2 separate regions of the Mus musculus genome follow, and region 1 is linked to region 2. The links are chromatin contacts, called in public Hi-C maps. All regions are on one chromosome and are shown on one strand. The core of a region is the stretch at or near the end of the contact, and the rest is flanking DNA. Distances in the headings are between cores, read along the strand shown.

The links. Hi-C and Micro-C count contacts between places; a contact is called where the count stands out from the background.
Region 1: a contact with region 2 is called in a Hi-C map of Th1 cells, with 2.5 times the contacts expected there. The contact joins the promoter of Cpne5 here to the enhancer-like site in region 2. A contact is called at or near these places in 8 of 39 promoter capture datasets (3T3-L1-derived adipocytes, the HPC-7 cell line, cranial neural crest and 4 more), 37 of 484 Hi-C or Micro-C datasets (the 3T3-L1 cell line, the G1E-ER4 cell line, the HPC-7 cell line and 18 more), 14 of 115 datasets of contacts at active chromatin or transcription factors (the HPC-7 cell line, craniofacial prominence, embryonic basal ganglia and 7 more) and 3 of 9 other capture datasets (adipose tissue, liver and pancreatic islet).

The regions. Positions count from the first base shown.
Region 1 is chr17:29,236,231-29,239,507 of GRCm38.p6, forward strand. It overlaps Cpne5 (copine V), which reads right to left and starts at 1,560. Exons shown (of 21, transcript NM_153166.2): 1 at 1,383-1,560. The coding sequence starts at 1,477.
Region 2 is chr17:29,197,891-29,201,038 of GRCm38.p6, forward strand. The region is part of intron 8 of Cpne5 (copine V); the gene reads right to left. Among named protein-coding and RNA genes, the nearest start is that of Cpne5, 38 kb to the right of the region's middle. Within about 2 kb of position 1,436, at least 42 of the 459 cell types and tissues checked have an H3K27ac peak or open chromatin away from gene starts, as enhancers often do. A contact at or near this core is called in the N1E-115 cell line, Th1 cells, cerebral cortex and 5 more, where this site is marked.

The sequences.
Region 1 (3,277 bases), core at 310-2,809, 38 kb after region 2:
CTGTTCAGGAGCTCAGAGGTGGGAAGGCTCTGGGAGACAACTCAAGAGTCTGAAGGCGACAGGCGTGATTGAAGGCGGGAGGCAGGGCTGTGTGCAGAAGGAGGGCAAGCTAACAGCTGCTGACAGCTGAGGAGGTGAGACAGAGCTGATGGGCCATCAGGAAGCTCCCAGCAGAGTAAAGGCATGTTCAAATTGTCTCTGTGTGGGACTGAGGTGTGGGGGATGGACACACATCTGGGAGTCACCGCAGTAGTCCCCTAGAGAGCCTGGCTGGGGACACCACCTCAGCAGCTCTCACTTCAAGTCCTCAGGAGGCAGTTTCCCAGAATCCATCCTCTTTCACACCCGAGGCTAGCATCTCGGGACATATGGACACTTGCCCAATGTCTCAATTCAGTAACTCAGAGATGAGGTGGACAATATCTGACCCAACAGCACCATAAAGCCAAGGTGCGTGGTTTGGAACAAGGGTGCGATGGGGCTCTGGAAATGCTATATGGGCCATTGCCAGGACCTCCAGTGAGTTATATCTGGACCACAATGTTCTTCACAAACCTATCAAAGCAGTGTGCCTAGGGCCAGCCACATGCCTGTCCAGCCTCGGGGCAGCCTATTAAGAGAACCTGAGAGGCCCAGCCCCACAGAGAAGGCCAACCAGTATGGCATTACTGGGGACTTGGAGGTGGCAGCCTACAAAACAAACTCCTTCCTCCCCCTCTTGCCTGGGGATTCTGACACTTCCTCATCAGCCCTTCGCTCCTTTGGCTTAAGATTTTCCCATCAGAGTTACTGGTTTTTAATGGCGCCACACCACTCCTAAGTTCGGCAAGGCTTCCTGCTCTCTGAGACTCTTGTCCCGGTTGATCCTTCTTGCTGGAGGCTAAAGCAAGAGGCTTTCAAATCCTGGGTTCTAAGACAGTGGAGGAGAGGGAGAAGGCTGGGGCAAAGGCCAGGGTAGGGGGAGAAAGGAGGTCACGGGAGGCACAGAGGGTCATGCCTGGGAGGAATGGCGCCAGTCCCTCTCAATTCTCCTTTTGGGGAAAGATAAATCAGGGAGAAAGCCAGAGTGGAGACCCTGGAGCGGCTCCTCCCCTTCCCACTCTGCTGCTGGGACCCCTGTTTCCGTGTCTTCCTCCTGTCCTGGAAGCAACAGCTCCGAATGCAAACTTTCTGGGAACCTGACCCCTGCCTGGCTGCCCATTCAGCCATCGCCACCCGCCGCTGGGCAGGGGGTCTCCGAAGACAGGCAGCGGGGCGCCCGGGAGACGAGAACAGTGAAAAGCAGGCTCGCTAAGCAAAGGCTGAAAGCTACAGAGAAAGAGGGATTCCGGCCCAGGGGCGGGGCAGGGTCCCCCCCCACCCCCGAACCGCGGGCGGCTCACCTGCATGACACCGTGATCTCCACCTTGGTAGCCGGGATGCTGCCCGCCAAGGAGTCGAACTCGCTGAGCGACGCCATGTCCTCGGGTTGCTCCATCGCCCACCGTCCCCCCACCCCACCCAAATTAGTCAATATTCCTGCGCGATTCACGCCTCCTCCGGAGCGGCTGCAGCCCTGGGCTGGGCGGCCAGGGGAGGAGAGGAGCGCGAAGAGGGGGCGTGGGAAGTGCGAGCGGGAAGAGGGCGGAGAGCGGGGGCCCGAGGAGAAACGGGGCGCGAGAGCTGCTGCGGGGAGGGGGGGCGCGGCGAGGGAACCCAGGCGCAGCGGGGAGGGGTCCCCTGAGGGGGCGTGGGGACTCGGGGATGGGGGACGAGGACTGAGCCGCCTCGGGCTTGGGGCGCAGCGCCACGTCCTCTGCTAGGGCTCCGGCTCCGGGGTGCCCTGGACTGCGGGAAAATCAAATGTACCCTGAGTCGCCGCCAGCGCCTCCCGCCAGGCGCGCGCAGCGTGCGGGGTCCGCGGGCGCCGGAGGGGCCGCCCGCAGGGGCCGGGGCGGGGCCAGGGCGGGGTCTGCGCGGGGCGAGTGTGGGAGCAATGTGTGAGTGTGTGAGTGTGCGCGCGTGTGTGTGCACGCGCGTGGCAGGCGTGGGGACGCGGCTCCGGATGACGGGGACAGGGCTGGCGACAGCCAGAGACGGTCCCAGGGCGCGCGCCGCCCTCTGCGCAAGTTCCCCCACCCCACTTGTCCAGCCGGGGTCTGCGTGCTGGGGGAGGGGAACGGTCCAAGGGGCACCTGTTTGGGCAGCGTCTAGGCGGGGTTCGGGGAAGAGGGCTCGGCTGAGTGTGCGCACCGCCACCGGAGGGTCTAAGCCCTCCACCCTCCACCTCCTTTTGGGGAGGCGGCGATCAGCCTGGTGCCAGGAAGGCTGGTCTGGTTTCCGACGTAGGGTGGGTCAGTGGGAGCTTGCCCATCTGCCTCTGGTGTCCGCAAAGCCTGGTCTTGGCTAGTCGCCTGAACCTTTACCCAGCTCCTTCGTCGTCCTCCTCCTCCTTCTCTCTTCGTGACCACAGGGGCCGAGCCAACCCCCGGGTCTGTCTGGAAGCTTCCTCCACTAGACCAAGTGGCTGGCCTCAGCTCCCTGGGCTTTGCAACCAGCAACCCAGTATACCAGGCTCAGAGCCCTGCACTGGGAAGCGAGGGGAGCGTCAAAGCATCTCTCAGGCAGACTTCCCAGGCTCAGCCTGCCCTCTGGGCCTGGGGTTGCAGCGCCAAGCCAGCTGTGCACGGAGTTTCCTCTCCAGCAAATCCACCCGTGGCCCCTCCTCAGCCTCGGTGTAAGCTTAGCTGAGACAAGACGCGCGGAGCAGCGGCAACTTCCTCACCCACCACCTCATACATCGTGGATGCCTGTCGCTATCGGTGGTGGCCTTCTGGCAGCCGGGCATTCCGAGCAGGTGCACCCGAACGCCGTTTGAAATCAATTTTCAAAACGTCAGTCAGAGCCCGAGTTGAAGACAAACAGAACACCTTCCTTGGACCTGCACAAGTGATTCCTGTTTACCTAGGGCTCCAGATCAGCTGGACTCAGTTCTGTTGCCTGGGGCAGACAGCCAGGGGTGCTGGATTCCCCCAGGATGAAGGAGAGGGGACAACTCACTTTTGGGTTGGGCCTGCACAAAGAACACCTCAGTCTCTGCTTGTTTTTTGTGGGTTTTTGTTTGTTTTGTTTTTTATTGTTTTTCAATTTTCAATTGATTTTAAATTTAGAACAAAATCAGTCTGAGCCCCAAGTGAGCTGCTAGTCAATATGTCTAAAACTATCACTATCGTCCAATATGGTGGTGAGAATGAGTCTAAGGAGACGTTCACACCCAGGACGGTGCTCGGCCTGTGTT
Region 2 (3,148 bases), core at 186-2,685:
GGAGGCAGAGGCAGGAAGAGGAGCTCTGAGTTTAAGGCCAGCCTGGTCTGCAAAGTAAATTCCAGGACTGCCAGGGTTACATATAGAAACCCTATCTTGAACCCCACTTACCATGTACCTGCTTTTCCACATGGGCCTCTGCCTCTCTCTGCCTCTCTCCCTCTCTCTCTGGGCCTCTCTCTTCCTCTCTCCCTCTCTCCCTCTCTGCCTCTCTGCCTCTCTCCCTCTCTCTCTGGGCCTCTCTCTTCCTCTCTCCCTCTCTCCCTCTCTGCCTCTCTGCCTCTCTGCCTCTCTCCCTCTCTCTCTGGGCCTCTCTCTTCCTCTCTCCCTCTCTCCCTCTCTGCCTCTCTGCCTCTCTCCCTCTCTCTCTGGGCCTCTCTCCCTCTCTGCCTCTCTGCCTCTCTCCCTCTCTCTCTGGGCCTCTCTCTTCCTCTCTCCCTCTCTGCCTCTCTGCCTCTCTGCCTCTCTGCCTCTCTCCCTCTCTCTCTGGGCCTCTCTCTTCCTCTCTCCCTCTCTGCCTCTCTGCCTCTCTGCCTCTCTCCCTCTCTCTCTGGGCCTCTCTCTTCCTCTCTCCCTCTCTGCCTCTCTGCCTCTCTGCCTCTCTGCCTCTCTCCCTCTCTCTCTGGGCCTCTCTCTTCCTCTCTCCCTCTCTGCCTCTCTGCCTCTCTGCCTCTCTCCCTCTCTCTCTGGGCCTCTCTCTTCCTCTCTCCCTCTCTGCCTCTCTGCCTCTCTCCCTCTCTCTCTGGGCCTCTCTCCCTCTCTGCCTCTCTGCCTCTCTCCCTCTCTCTCTGGGCCTCTCTCTTCCTCTCTCCCTCTCTCCCTCTCTGCCTCTCTGCCTCTCTGCCTCTCTCTCTGGGCCTCTCTCTTCCTCTCTCCCTCTCTCCCTCTCTGCCTCTCTGCCTCTCTGCCTCTCTCCCTCTCTCTCTGGGCCTCTCTCTTCCTCTCTCCCTCTCTCCCTCTCTGCCTCTCTGCCTCTCTCCCTCTCTCTCTGGGCCTCTCTCTTCCTCTCTCCCTCTCTGCCTCTCTGCCTCTCTGCCTCTCTCCCTCTCTCTCTGGGCCTCTCTCCCTCTCTGCCTCTCTGCCTCTCTCCCTCTCTCTCTGGGCCTCTCTCTTCCTCTCTCCCTCTCTCCCTCTCTGCCTCTCTGCCTCTCTCCCTCTCTCTCTGGGCCTCTCTCTTCCTCTCTCCCTCTCTCCCTCTCTGCCTCTCTGCCTCTCTGCCTCTGCCTGAGGAGCAGGGATTAGATAGAGGTATGCCCCCACCATACCGGGCCCTGATTTTCTTTTCTTTTCTTTTCTTTTTTAAATAAAAAAGACGGCTGGTATATAGCTTAGCGGTGGAGTGCTTGCTTAGCCTGGGCAAGGTCCTGGGCTTAATCTCTAGCACAGGGTGTATTTGTCAACAAGCGAGCCTCAAAGTTGAAGACCTTGAAGGAACTGTCAGTCTCCTCAGTGGGCGTGGGGAAGTGAGGGTGACTGCACAGCTGAGGCTCACCCTGTCTACACAAGGATCCCAAATATGCTTCCATCAAATCTGACTGTAGGAACCTTCTTGGCATTAATATTCTGATGAGCAAGGTTTTTCATTTACCTACTAAAGTAAGCCTGTCACAGGCTGGTAACTGCTTCATCCTTTGCCGTCCCTGGCCACCCACACAGGCTCCAGGCTGAAGGCAGGAAGCCCCACGCCTTGCAGACCCACTCCAGACCCCGCCTTCTCCCTTTGATCCTCCCACTGAAAGCCTGAGTTGCAAAGCTGCTCACATGTAATTATTTTAATTCAGCCAGATGCTAAGAATTAGTCGGTTCCTTGCAAGGATTCTAGGGAAAGAGAGAATTCAGCCAAAGATGTGCCAGAAGAAAAAGGAGCTGACAGCCTCTGGTGGGGGAGGCAGCCCCCAAGCCCCCCCAGTGTGGGCAAGAGCCTCAAGCAAGGAAACTGCAGTGTCCAAGGATGGGGGGGGGGGAGGGCGGGGAGGAGGGGGAAGAAGAGGAAGGGAGGGAGGAGGGAATCTCAGGTGGGAGGGGGTCTAAGGTGGTAAAGGAAGATGTTTACAAGCTGCTGGGAAACCATCAGCGCCAGCCCCCTAAGCTTAGACACTCCACAGTGCCCTCGCTGGTGGTACTTAAAGATAAACCAAGGAGGGGGCCGTGAGCTCAGGGAAAACGGAGCCAGCAAGCAGTTCCTGCACAGCCCCTCCTGAACAACATCCCCGTCCCTGTCCCCTTCATCCACAGCATCAGTTAATTAATCCAACTGCTCCACAGCCAAGGAACCCTGAGGCTCTGGGCTTAGAAGCTAGAAGAGGTAGTTGAAGCCAAGAAGCCACGAAGACTAGAGTTATCGATAGTTGTGAGCCATATTGTGGGTGCTGAGAATCAAACCCAGGTCTTCTGCAAGAGCAGCCAGTGTTCTTAACTACAGTGTCATCTCTCTGATTCTTTGTTTTGTTAAGATGAGATGATCCCTTTATGTATTCTTGCTATCCAGACCTTGAACTCAGAGATCCCCCTGCCTCTGCCTCTCAAGTACTGGGATTAAAAAGGCCTGTGCCACCACACCTGGCTACCATGTTGATTCTAAATGTGTTCCATTGTTGTTGTTGTTGTTCTTCTTCTTCTTTTTTTTTTTTTTTTGTTTTGTTTTTCGAGACAGGGTCTCTCTGTGTAGCCCTGGCTGTCCTGGAACTCACTTTGTAGACCAGGCTGGCCTCGAACTCAGAAATCTGTCTGCCTCCCGAGTGCTGGGATTAAAGGTGTGTACCACCACACCCGACTCACTGTTATTATTATAAAAGGGGTTAATTATGACCTAACTTGCTCGGTCATAGTTCCTAACATGGTGGATATATAGTTTTGGTTTTTTTAAGATTTTTATTTATTATTATATCTAAGTACACTATAGCTGTCTTCAGATACACCAGAAGAGGGTCTCAGATCTCATTATGGATGGTTGTGAGCCACCATGTGGTTGCTGGGATTTGAACTCGGGACCTTCAGAAGCGAAGTCTGTGCTCTTAACCACTGAGCCATCTCAGTTTAGATATATAGTTTCTAACATGGTGGATACATAGTTTCTAACATGGTGGATATAGTTTCTGACATGGCTGATACTAGGGGAAGGCTTCTCTGATCTGGGAAGGTCAGGAAG